Linked DNA regions of Ovis aries: region 1 is linked to region 2. Evidence: chromatin contacts called from public Hi-C data. All regions are on one chromosome and are shown on one strand. Each heading gives the region's core, a stretch centred on a gene start, on an enhancer-like site or on the middle of the called end of the contact. The rest is flanking DNA. Distances are from core to core; before and after follow the strand shown.

Region 1 (6,262 bases), core at 529-3,028, 250 kb after region 2:
GTTTATTTCTTCGGACCTTCCTTCATCCATTTCAGGCTGGCAGGGAGAGCTAGGGAAAAGGCAGGCTCCCGGGCAGTTTTAGACCTGGGAGAGCAGTCATTTCAGGGTGAGCCCTGGGAATCTGTATTTTATAAAATGTTTCTGATACGCACTGGATTTGAGGCAGCTGGCTGAGTGGGACAGATGGATGCCCCAGAGGGGGACAAGTGCTATGGTTGTGAGCGTGAGGATTGTCTGAGAACAGGAGCTGTATACTGCCTTGAACGTGGAGGACTCAGGGCTGGCACACGGGGAGTGTTATTTCAGGTATCCACTGGCTCCGTGTACTGCCTTTCTCATAGGTCCCCGTCTCACCTCAGGGACTGACAGCAGCTGTGCAGGGACCAGGGCCTGAGGTGGAGCAGTTTGCTGTACTTCCGACCCTGGCCCCTGTGTCTCCCGCCCTGGACTTCTGATTGGCCTGCTGGGGACTGGTGGCTGCTATCTGCAGGGATCTCAGATACGTGGCAGCACTGATGATCGAGCCCCAGAGAAGAGCTCCGTTCGGGGCCATTAGTGGCCCTTCATAGAGCTGATCACTTGCTTTCAGCATCAATGTTATCTCTACCACCTCACCCTGAGGATGAGGCCGGGCAGCTTCTGCTCATCCTGATGGGTTCCTGGAATCCCTACCAGCCTGCATTCCCAGCCCACCCAGCCTCCTGCGACTGGGACAGCGTTCCACCAAGAGATGATCCAGAGTAAACACACTCTGTGCTCCTGCCTCCTGACTCTGTCCCCTGAGGAATTCCGAGTGACACTGGGCCATCCTCAAGACCCCTGTCTCTCGGCTAAGACCAGACCCCAGGCCTGAGCACCTGGCTCCCTGCTGTCCTTCCCTGAGGTCATCCCACTGCCAGGGGGCTGTCCCCAGAAAAAGGCAGGTTCAGCTGTCTTTGGGACTCTGGGGGTCACAGGAACTGAGAGACGGCTGAAGGCCTCTTTGCTCTTTTCCCTGAAGGGCAGGTAGTGTTTCCTGAGTGCCTCTCCCAGCAGAACCCGGCGGGGCCCTGGTGGCGGAGGGGAGGAAGCTGTCCAGGGCAGAGGGAGCCCCTGCTCCAGTGAGGAAGCGGGGAGGGCACAGGACTGGGCCCTCTCAGCAACCACTGTGCCTCCCCAGAGTGACCCCACCCCGTGCCTCAGATGTGTGTCTGAACTCCTCCTGAGGTCACGAGCAGAGATCAGAGATGACAGCTTCCTGCTCTCAGGCCATTTCACATCCCTATCCTTCGTTTCTACATTCCCTCCATCTGCCATGATACCATAGTTTTTCTACTGTTTGGGAAAGTCAAAATAATTAGCAAATGAGGGAAAGTTCAGCTAAATGAATACGTAAAATATGTATCCCCAAAGCGCTACTGCTTTTTAGTACACTGGAGGCTTTTTTTTTAAGTATTGGGATGATTGTGGAGGGATTTGGGGAATTTGCCTACTTCCTGCAAAAACAACCTTGATCTTATCAGATAAGGTGTAGCTGGGGAGGAGAAATAGAGCAAAGTCAGGGAATGGATCATTCCATCTCCATCTGTGTAATCCATAGCAGTCATAAGGACAGAAAATAATGTCAAAAGACCCAGCCTGCCTACAGTTAATTCAGGCTGAGTGAATATAGTGTACCAAGGGATTCTAGAATTTTCTACTGCCTGACACCCCCGCCCCTCCCCAGGTTTAAGGCAAGCATTGGTCTCTAACCAATGTGCACCTGGAATCTTGACCAGTAGGGGGCATAGGTGAGCAGTGTACTCTATGCCCAACACACAAGTCCCACCTTCTCAGTTTGAGGCAATTCCAACTAGCTCACCAGGAGATAGAAAAGAATTAGGTCATCGGGATCTATTCTTTTTTTTTTTTTTCTTTTTTAAAGTTATTGACCATTTACATAATTGTGAAATTTTATTAAATTCCCTTAATCAACTTTCCTCATCCTCAAAAGCTGATATAATTCTGTGGCGTGAACACTCAGACATTAGAAATACTTTTCACATTTTGTAAACAAATTCTGTTTATCTAGACGACTGGTTCTCTTTTGGAAAAACAATTGCCCAAAAGCTGTTCCAATTTAGGGGAGAAAATAAGCTGGGAAAAGAAAAATAGATAGACATGTTCATGCCCCCACCCCACAACTAGTCCCTTTTGTCTGTTTGCCTGTGGGTTTCGGTTTTTTGTTTTATTTTGTTTTAATTTTATGGAAGTGTAGCTGATTTACAATGCTGTGTTCACTTCTGCTGTGCCAACAGAGTGACTCAGTTATATATATGTATATATATTCTTTTTCATAATCTTTTCTATTATGCTTTATCTTGGCTACATTTAAATCAGTCATTTTTAGATGTTGAAAAAGTAGGCTTAATTTCTTTAAGTGAAAAATGAAGAGTCAAAAGAACAAAGCACTTCCCCGCAGGAGATCGGCGCTTCCGTCACACCGAGCATCCTCTCCTCTGGATGGGCTGTCTGCGTAGTGCCCATCTCTGTTTATTCTGTTTTCTGCCCTTGCTCGTCTCATCTCCCACTTTCCCTGGGCCTCCTGAAGGAGGATCCGCAACACAGGATGAGTGTGTGGGTGGAGGCCGAAGACGGGTGAACTGCCCGGACCTGTCTGTCTGGGGTGTAACTCCATCACAGGTGGACGGCGTTCTCCCGACGGTGGCAGCCAGACAGGGCTGTCCATCCCGTCCCGGGCACCTGGCAGGGCCGCGGCCACCTGCGGACATGCTGTCCACAACCATGGTGGGGGCTCTGGTCAGAGGGTGGAGAAATCGAAGCTCTCCTCGAAGGGCAGAATCCAAGCTTCTTATCCCTCAGAGCCAAGATGAAATTCAGACTCCAGGTAGGTTTGTGGCTTTGCTATGACTGCCTAGTTTTCTTTTTAAAGGGTTCAGGAAGGTGATAATGAGCTTAGGAGCTTCCCCACACACACCCCCCTTCAAAGAGAATTGATACATCTTTAGTCTGTTTCTCTTCTCAGGTTATTATAAATTATGGCTAACTCACTGGTGGAAGGTTTATTTTTGCTTTTCCAAGTCAAAGACACAGGGACCTTCAGTGGTTGCACAATGAAAGATCATCATCTCACCTATTTTCCTTCAAAAGCTTTTATTTTAACATGTGTCCTGGTTCTATGATATGTATATTCGACTAGTAGAACAGGAAAGGTTTACTGGCTTTTGGCAAATTCTGGTCCAAGTTGTATCATTTTGGTACTTCTGGTGTGGGAAATGGTAAAAGTAGTTAGCTTCTGGCTTTCCTCATTAATTATTTTTATTTTCTGTTACTCTCGTTTTGAGGCAACAATAGAACTCATGACCAAAATGTAGCTTGCCTGTTAACTTCACTCCAAAGGCTTTGGTGGCCTTCTTTGAAAGAAATTTCCTTTGGAATGAAACTCTTTGGAAACTCCTGATCTCGTTCTGTTCTGTCTGGACCTTGGACTTCTTAAGGATACTTAGAAGGGAACTCTTTGGGCTTGCTGATGTTTGACCTATGAGAGAAGCACAGAGCCGGCAGAGGAAGCAGAGATGAGCTCAGAAAAAATCGACTCCCGGGGGCTTTCGGGGCTGGCCCGCTACCCCTCAAAAGGCTTCTACCTGACTCAGAGCTCTGAGAGGTTCCAAGCAGTGATGGCTGACTATCCCTTCATTTCAACAAATGCGTATGCGCCTCATTTTTCTAGATACTGACTTTCTCTGGTCGCTAGCTAACCTACAGTTGAGAGGTATGAAGATTCAGGTTACAGTTTGTTTTGTTCTGATGGTGGTTTCCGACCATAATTTTCACACTGACGGTATTTAAAGTGAATCAAGTCAAGAGGCTACTGTGAACACGGTCTTACATGTTTATTCATAGCAAGATAGTCAATTCATTGTTTAACCGGATATGAAAAAGATAGAAGGCTCTGCTGTGTTCTAAAGTGCCAAAAGAGTCAGTGATCACTGGTGACATCTGGCAATCAGAAAGAAATGTGAACTGTAGCGTTTCAAATGTTGATCACCTTGTTGCACTCCGGGTACGTTTATTTAAGAATATTCAGAGCTTTACAAGATGACAAAGTAGTATGCTAACAAGTGAGGGATTTTTTTTTAACAGCTTAATTGAGATATAATTTACATGCCATACAATTCACTCATTAAAGGAGGCAATTCAATAATTTCTGGTACATTATATTATTCATTTTTTAAGCTATAGAAAATCTTATATTGCATAAAATTTGCTATTTTGACTATTTAGAAGAGTACAATTTAGTAGTATTAATTACATTCATAATTCTATACAGTCATGACCACTGTCTACTTGTAAAGCTTTCGTCACCCCAAACAGAAACTCTGTAACCATGAAGCAGTAACTCCCTATTCTCTCCTGCCCCCACCTTTGGTCACCTCTAAATTGGAAAAGACTCTGATGCTGGGAGGGATTGGGGGCAGGAGGAGAAGGGGATGACAGAGGATGAGAAGGTTGGATGGCATCACTGACTCGATGGATGTGAGTCTGAGTGAACTCCAGGAGTTGGTGATGGACAGGGAGGCCTGGCGTGCTGCGATTCATGGGGTCACAAAGAGTCAGACACGACTGAGCAACTGAACTGAACCTACTTCCTGCCTCTAGATATGTCCCTAGGTTAGATATTGCATATAAATGGAATCATACAATATTTTTCCTTTCACATCTGGCTTATTTCACTTAGAGTAATGTTTTCAACAGTCATCACAACACGTATCAGAACTTCATTCCTTTTTATGGCTGAAAGGATAGTATGTTTTAATTCTATTTTATTCTCCCTTCCTTAAATATATCTTAATTTCTAACCTGGTCATAGAAAAACCTTGAGACTTTTTTTTGGTCTACTGGTATTTTTATGTTTATTTAAAGTCTGAAAAGACTCTTAGAAAGGTATTTGTTTTCAGTTAGCTTTTTAAAGGCAGGGGCCATAGATTAATCTTTTAAAAATCCTTTTTATCCCCTCATGTCTAGTCCAAGAACTGGTCTACAGTATTCCACAAATTTATCTTGAGCTGGACAAGATGAATAGTTTATAAGGTTTTACTTTTACGTGAGTGAGGTCGCTCAGTTGTGCCCGACTCTTTGCGACCCCATGGACAGTAGCCTGCACCAAGCTCCTCCATCCATGGGATTTTCTAGGCAAGAGTACTGGAGTGGGTTGCTGTTTCCTTCTCCAGGGAATCTTCCCGACCCAGGGGTCGAACCCAGGTCTCCTGCATTGTAGACAGACGCTTTACCGTCTGAGCCACCAGGGAAGTAGGTACCAGCAAAGAGAATTTAAATAAAAAGTAATATAATCTTTATGCTTTAGTTCTTTCTTTACTGGAGAAATGGTATTTTCTTTTGATGTAAAAATTTCCAGCTGCAGTTATTTCACACACCTAGAATTTTATTTCACACGCCATAGAATCACCAAATACTGAGAGTAGAGTGTTAGTAGAGTAGCAAATATAATATGTTAAACTGTGACATGTCCAAAGTTAACTCAGGAAATCTGACAATGCCTAATTCATACTAGTTTAGAGCCTATTAGAGAAGGAAATGGCAACCCACTCCAGTATTCTTGCCTGGAGAATCCCATGGACGGAGGAGCTTGGTGGGCTACAGTCCACAGGTCGCAAAGAGTCAGACACGACTGAGCGACTTCACTTTCACTTTCAGAGCCTATTTGGTGATTTTTTTTTTTTTTTAAGGTGATTAGAGAGTATCCCAGCTGCTTAGTAGTGTGACGTTAAACAAATCTTTTCAGCTCAAAGGTGCTCTTGGTGCTGTTGGCCTCATTACTCGTTCTTGGTGCTGGGCTCAGGAATTAAGAGCAGTCAGACTGAAACAGAAACTCTTGCAAGTTGAAGAAGCCTTTTGACACCTCGCTGAAGTAGAGAAACTGGAGGCAAGGGTGGATTGGGGTGATTCACAGGGTTTATCTTTAAATACAAAATATACCTCTGTTTCTTCCAGTTCTGTCCAGATAACTAAGGATGTACATGTATGCATATGTGGCAGCCCACACTTAACTAAAATGTGCTCTTATTATGCTTTGACTGTTTCAAAAGTTGCAAAGGACATGAGAAGGAGGAGGGATGCGAAATGAAGCCCTTGATGAGGACTTGGAAATAAGTTATCAAAGGATACCTTTGCTGCAGATGATTCCCAGCCTACTTTCTCAACATCTAACCAAGAACAAACTTTTGCACATTCATTTTTTTCCCTAATTTTATTGCAGTATAGT
Region 2 (6,748 bases), core at 2,557-5,056:
GATTGAGGGCAGGAGGAAAAGGGGATGACAGACGATGAGATGGTTGGATGGCATCACCGACTTGATGGACATGGGTTTGGGTGAACTCCAGGTGTTGGTGATGGACAGGGAGGCCTGGCATGCTGCAGTTCATGGGATCTCAAAGAGTCAGACACGGCTGAGCGATTGAACTGAACTGATCTGAAAGTTCTTTTCTATGCCCAAGAGCATCTCCTTTGTTTTCTAGTCTGTATTTGCATTAATGTGTGTTGAGTGTGTGCTCAGTCGCTTAACATTGCCTGACTCTGCGACCCCATGGACTGTAGCCTGCCAGGCTCCTCTGTCCTTGGAGTTCTCCAGGCAAGAATACTAGAGAATATATTTCCTTTTCTAAGGGAGCTTCCCGATCCAGAGATTGAAACTATGTCTCTTGCACCTCCTGCATTGGCAGGCAGATTCCTTACCATTGCATTACCTGAAATACTCACTCTTAAAAATCAATGATCACTTCACACCCAGTAGGATGGAAATAATAATAATGGTAATTTTTAAACAGAAAATTACTAGTCTTAGTGAGGATACAGAGAAATTAGAACACTCATACATTGTTGTTGGGACTATAAAATGGTGCAGCCACAGTGAAAAGTAGCTTGGCAGTTCTTCAAAGAGTTAAACATACAATTACCATGTGACCCATCAATCCCACTCATATATATAAACATACACTCAAGGGCATTGAAAATGTATATTTACATAAAAACTTGTGTATGAATGTTCATAGCAGCATTATTCACAATAAAGCCAACAGTAGAAATAATCCAGATGTCCATTAACTACTGAATGTATGAAAAATGATGTGCAATATACTCACACAATGGCCTATAATGCTACAAGATGGATGAACTTTGAACGTGCTAAGCGCAAGAAGCTAAACACCAAAGACCTCTTACTATATGCTACCATTTACACAGAGTATATAGAACAGGCAAATCTGTAGAGATAAAAAGTCGATTATTGGTTGCCGGAGGCTGGTAAGGGAAGAGGGGACAGGGAGTGAGGTATGGGTGTGGGGTTTTTCTGGGGAGTAATGGAAATGTTCTAAGATTGGTTTGATGTGACAGTTGCACAACTTTGTGAGTAAAAAATAAAACTTTGAACTATATACTTTAAAATGGTGAATTCTATGTTATGTGAATTACGTCTCAACAACAACAACAAAACAGTAAATAAATCAACAAACATCAACAGCTATTTGAAATATTCTATTTTCGTTTTAAAAATCCATGTTTTAAAATGTTGGCACATTTCCACTTTTCCAATGTTTCCAAAAGTTGCTGAGATGTTTTCCTTGGTCTTGCTTCCTTCTCACGTCAGCTATTTTACCATTCTGTACATTTCTATGTTTTTGTAGATTCCATATAAAATGTGCAGTCATTTCAAAGCAACTTACAAAAAAAAAAAAAAAAAAAAAAACACCTCTGGATATTTTCTATTCTTTCTTCCCTGAGTTCCTTCTGACTCTTTCCTTGTGGGTGATAGAGTTGAGAGTGTAAGTGGTTGATCGGAGAATTGCGCATAAGTAGGGAAATTTGAGAGCTGGGGACAACTTTAGGTGGATGTTGATGACCTTCAGAACACAAGTCAGAGAGAACAGGAGACTCCAAGTAAATACGAATCAGATACAGAATGAAGTAAGTCAGAAAGAGAAAAACAAATACCGTATATTAATACATACATGCAGACTCTAGAAATCCTATTTCCAAAGCAGAAGGAGAGACACAGAGGAAAAAAATAATGGACACCAAGGGAGAATGTAGGGGGTGGGATGAGTTGGGAGACTGGGATTGACGTATATTTGCTAGTGTGTATAAAAGTATAAAATAACTAATGAGAACCTACTGTACAGCGCAGGGAATGCTATCTGGTGCTCTGTGGTGAGCTAAATCAAAGGCAATCCAGAAAAGAGATATATATACACATATAACTGATTCACTTTGCTGTATGGTAAAAAGCAACATAGCTTTGTAACATAGCATTGTAAAGCAACCATATGCCAATAAAAATTTAATTTAAAAAATGGTTTAAAGAAAGAGAGAGTCAGAGTTGGTGTGGGAAGTCTTCACATTTAGAGTAACTAGATTTACAAAAACCGCCCCCCACCCCACAATTTCAGAGCAAGAGATTCGGCAGGTCAATGTTATTGCTTTATGGCAAACATCAGCTGTTGGTTATTTGAAGGATGGCTACTGAGTTTAGGGATTCTTCTCTCTCTTTATTAGCTGCCACTAGTACTACTATCACTACCTCTTAGTACCTTGAAAACAGAAGGGAGATGTCTGTAACTGCTTTGGAAGGCAGGAACTATCTGCAGAGCTGGTGGGTGTCTTTGGTGTCCAGACACAATACACACTTTGACATTGAATGGATGCCTTTAGATGATGAAATCAGGCATTTGTGTGAAGTTCGTAAGTTTTCACTCATCATTGGCTTACATAATTTGGAAATACCCTACATGTGGTTGCCACAAAAATACTTTTTCAATCCCCTTTCATTGCCGTTGATGGGAAATTGAAAGCATCTTGCTGAATTGAATCCATTTCCAAGTGAAGGTAGGTATTGTGACTCCACCAGGTGGCGCACGCATGCTAGATCAGGACTTCATATAGATAAGGACAAAGACACCAATGTAATCAGATACTATCTTTTCTCTCTCCCCGGGCAACCCCCGAATTTTCCTGTGTGTTCGTAATTTACGTTTCTAGATCATGTAAATACAGATGTGCTAGAGTTAGTCACCCGAATCAACTGTTCAGTGTCTAAGGCTAGGTTGTAAAAACGATCACTCTCCTTTGTTTTCAGCTCAAGTATTCTGACTATTCCTTTGCCACAGATTCCTTTATTTTTCATCCACTTCCATCAGTGGTCTGGGTCTCTTTTCTTTCTTACACATACTGATGGAGAGGAAAAACATACTCTCGAACGTTCTGGAAATTTTCTTGTATAGTACATCAATTCCCCAACCCTCTTAAAGATGCCATTCATTTTATTTTTATTTTTTTTTTTTTATTTTTTTAGTTTTTTATTTTTTAAATTTTAAAATCTTTAATTCTTACATGCATTCCCAAACATGAACCCCCCTCCCACCTCCCTCCCCATAACATCTTTCTGGGTCATCCCCATGCACCAGCCCCAAGCATGCTGCATCCTGCGTCAGACATAGACTGGCGATTCAATTCACATGATAGTATACATGTTAGAATGTCATTCTCCCAAATCATCCCACCCTCTCCCTCTCCCTCTGAGTCCAAAAGTCCGTTATACACATCTGTGTCTCTTTCCCTGTCTTGCATACAGGGTCGTCATTGCCATCTTCCTAAATTCCATATACATGTGTTAGTATACTGTATTGGTGTTTTTCTTTCTGGCTTACTTCACTCTGTATCATTCATTTTATTTTGCATGTAAGGGGCTCAGCTTTTGGAAAGACGTTAGAGAAATGTCCCAAGATACAAAGCAAATGATAGCTCTCTTTATTCAGCTTTATTTGTCTTTGCCTTTTGAAAAAAGAGGAAGTGGGGGGAAGAGGAAATATTCCCAGCCTGAATCTGAACCAGCAAGACCAGCCATGTTACGAGCCTGTCCTGTGGTCACTGAGATTTGCCATCTCCCAGTCTAACCCCCCCTCCCCCGCCCCGCCCCAGCCAGCACTCCCTCTAGAGCGAGACACAGGCCCCCAGAGGAAAAGTTTGGTAGGACATCCTGTGGACCAAGTCCAGAGCCAATAAAGGGAACTAAGAGACTTAGAGGCCGGAAGAGAGAAATGAGATTTAGCTAGTCTGACATCATCAAGCCACAAACGTGGCCACAGAAAGGCTCCCTGTGTGGAAGTGGAAAGCAGGGCAGCCTGGGGGCTGGCAGGCCCACCTCCTGGCTGGGGCCCTGCTGCTGAGCCAAGAGATGGAAGGAGAGGCCCCCTGGGGTGTTGGTGGCTCCTGGAGTGGCTGGTGTGAAGGGACAGTAGATCCAAGAGGGTGAAAGATGGATGGAATAAAGGGGACACATTGACCGTGCTTTCCTCAGTTTCCTCGTGGTGCTCCATTAACACAAGGAGAAGACAAAAATTCACAGTCTAAGTCACAAAATAAGGGTGTGATCTAGTTTTTTATAGAGCAGCATTGAGAAATAGTCCTTGATTATGCAGACAGCATTTTAGGAACTGTTCGTATTTATAAGTCTGTTATTGAAGTTTTCAGAGCTGACCTTTAATTCCAGAAGTATATGGTTAAAGGTTGTTTTTTTTTTTTAATTGGTTCAGTCCTTGGGATATAAAAAGAACCTTGTGGTCCTCTGACATTCATAAAGAAGTAAAGTTATTTTAATTTTTGAATATACTGGATCAATTTGTATACAGGATATCATTTTTAATAACCTTTATTTACTTTTATTTTTAATCCCTACATTCCTTTTTTTTTATCCAGGTGTCATGTCATATGTTGTAACATCATATAATACATTTGTACCTCATAAGCTACAACCCAGAAGGCAACATTTTTCCCCCCAAAGGCCTTCAACAGCTGTCACCAACCCGTTATAAAGATCCAGAACAGTCTGGGGCTTTGTTGTTGTTATTAGTTTAAAAATGAAATATCTTATGAGAAAGCACAAATACAAAAGAAAGTAGGCAGGGATTCAGTTTTGGAAAAATTAAGTTCAATTCTAGGATGGCAAAGATTTACGTAAGATTTATACTTTGCATGAGTCATAGCAAGCAGTGCTGGCCACATGAACAAAGACCTGAAAGTTTCAGTGGTTTAACAAAGCAGAGGTTTATTTCTCACTTTCTTCACAACTTAACATGGGTCTCTCAGGAGAAAGGCAGGGAGCCCTGCTCCAGGCATTCAGGGATCCAGGCTTTTTTCAGTTAGTGGCTCTGCCATTTTTGGTGCCTTGGTTTCCTCTATCAGGGCTTTGCATTCGATCAGCAGTCAGGAGAGGAGGATGGGTAAATCCTGTTTCATTTAACTGCCTCGGTCTGGAGGTAATGTGCAACACTTCCATTTACCTTCCGTCAATAAGAACCAGTTTCAGGAATTGGAAGAAGAGAACTTGGATATTGATGTAAAATAGTCCAATGTTCACTACAGAAGCGTGTGTGTGTGCCAAGTTGCTTCAGTCGTGTCCAACTCTTTGCGACCTCATGGACTGTAGCCCACCAGGCTCCTCTGTCCAGGGAATTATCCAGGCAAGAGTACGGAAGTGGGTAGCCATTCCCTTATCAGGGAATCTTCCCAACCCAGGGATTGAACCCAGGCCTCCCACATTGCAGGAGGATTCTTTACCATCTGAGCCACCGGGGAAGCCCATTTACTATACATACTCACCAGCAATATAGAGTTTGGTAAGATACAAAACTATTGTTAAAACTATTTGTCTCAGGGTGGGAAATGTCATGTTCCACTCCCCAAAAACCAGTCCACTCATACCAGACCCAGTCAGGCACAAGCAAAATCTAGCCTTGGAAAATAGCTTTCTGTTTTTAGCATTTGTCTAGATTAAGGGATCTTGATGAAGTTTGGATCAAGGAAGTTTTTCTATAAAACAGCATACATAATTTTTTTTAAGTTGTTTTAATCTAGCCCTTAAGAAAACAGGCTCTAAGTCCTTTGTTGCCATGTCCGGTCTACAAGATGGCTCCAGTGATTTCTGCCTCCTGATAGTTACACCCTGGAACCATTTCCTGCCATGCTGCAATGGGGCTGACTTGGGTAACCACAGACATGGTGAAAAGGAAAGAATGTGACAGTGAGGACCATTGCAGCTTCCACCTTGTTATCTCTTGGCACAATCCAGCTGCCATGTTGTAAGGACATCCAGGAAGCCCTGGTGGAGGAAGCTACCAGGCATGAAGCTGAGTGCTTGTGGTGAATGGGTGAAAAAAATCCCTGTGAAGAAGAAAGATCCTAAGCAACATGATGGATTCAGAAGCTCATGAAAAGAGGCCACCGATCCTAACATCTTCAAAATAAGATCTATCACGCCATATTACAAATACTGGTGAAATGAAGCAGTGAAATACACACACACACACACACACACACACACACACACACACACACACACACACGGAGAGATCCACCTGAGGAAGAAAGGAGATAGGCTGCTAACCCCCAGCACCAACTTCTGAACCACTGTGTATGCCATTTTGAATCAAATCCTCCAACTCCAGTTGGGACTTCAGGTGACCATAGCCTTGGTTGACCTCTTGACCATCATCTTCTGAGAGAGCCATAGACAGGACCATTCAGCTAAGTGAAGTGAAAGTGAAGGTCACTCAGTTGTGTCTGACTCTTTGTGACTGCATGGACTGTAGCCTACCAGGCTCCTCTGTCCATGGAATTCTCCAGGCTAGAATACTGGAGTGGATAGCCATTCCCTTCTCCAGGAGACCTTCCCAACCCAGGGATCGAACCCAGGTCTCCCCATTGAAGGCAGATTCTTTACCAGCTGGGCCACCAGGAAAGCCTGGAATGGGTAGCCTATCCCTTCTCCAGTGGGTGTTCCCAACCTAGGAATTGAATTGGGATCTTCTGCATTGCAGGCAGATTCTTTACTAGCTGAGTTATGAGCTAAGCCACTCTCCAACTCCTGATCTATAGCAATGGAGTGAAATGATAAATGTTTATTTTTATTTTTATTTTTATTTTTTTTTATTTTGAACCACTAAATTTAGGAGCAATTTGTTCTGTACCAATAGCTAACTAAAATGCAG

Evidence for each region. Hi-C and Micro-C count contacts between places; a contact is called where the count stands out from the background.
Region 1: a Hi-C map of hypothalamus shows a contact between it and region 2, with 4 times the contacts expected there. The contact joins two enhancer-like sites. A contact is called at or near these places in 3 of 16 Hi-C or Micro-C datasets (hypothalamus, liver and tail adipose tissue).

The regions. Positions count from the first base shown.
Region 1 is chr8:75,618,808-75,625,069 of ARS-UI_Ramb_v3.0, forward strand. It overlaps PLEKHG1 (pleckstrin homology and RhoGEF domain containing G1), which reads left to right. Exons shown (of 17, transcript XM_042253622.2): 2 at 1-2,866. The coding sequence starts at 2,482. Among named protein-coding and RNA genes, the nearest start is that of TRNAW-CCA, 9.7 kb to the left of the region's middle. Within about 2 kb of position 1,779, at least 9 of the 54 cell types and tissues checked have an H3K27ac peak or open chromatin away from gene starts, as enhancers often do. A contact at or near this core is called in hypothalamus and liver, where this site is marked.
Region 2 is chr8:75,362,220-75,368,967 of ARS-UI_Ramb_v3.0, forward strand. No RefSeq gene overlaps it. Among named protein-coding and RNA genes, the nearest start is that of IYD, 48 kb to the left of the region's middle. Within about 2 kb of position 3,807, at least 16 of the 54 cell types and tissues checked have an H3K27ac peak or open chromatin away from gene starts, as enhancers often do. A contact at or near this core is called in hypothalamus and liver, where this site is marked.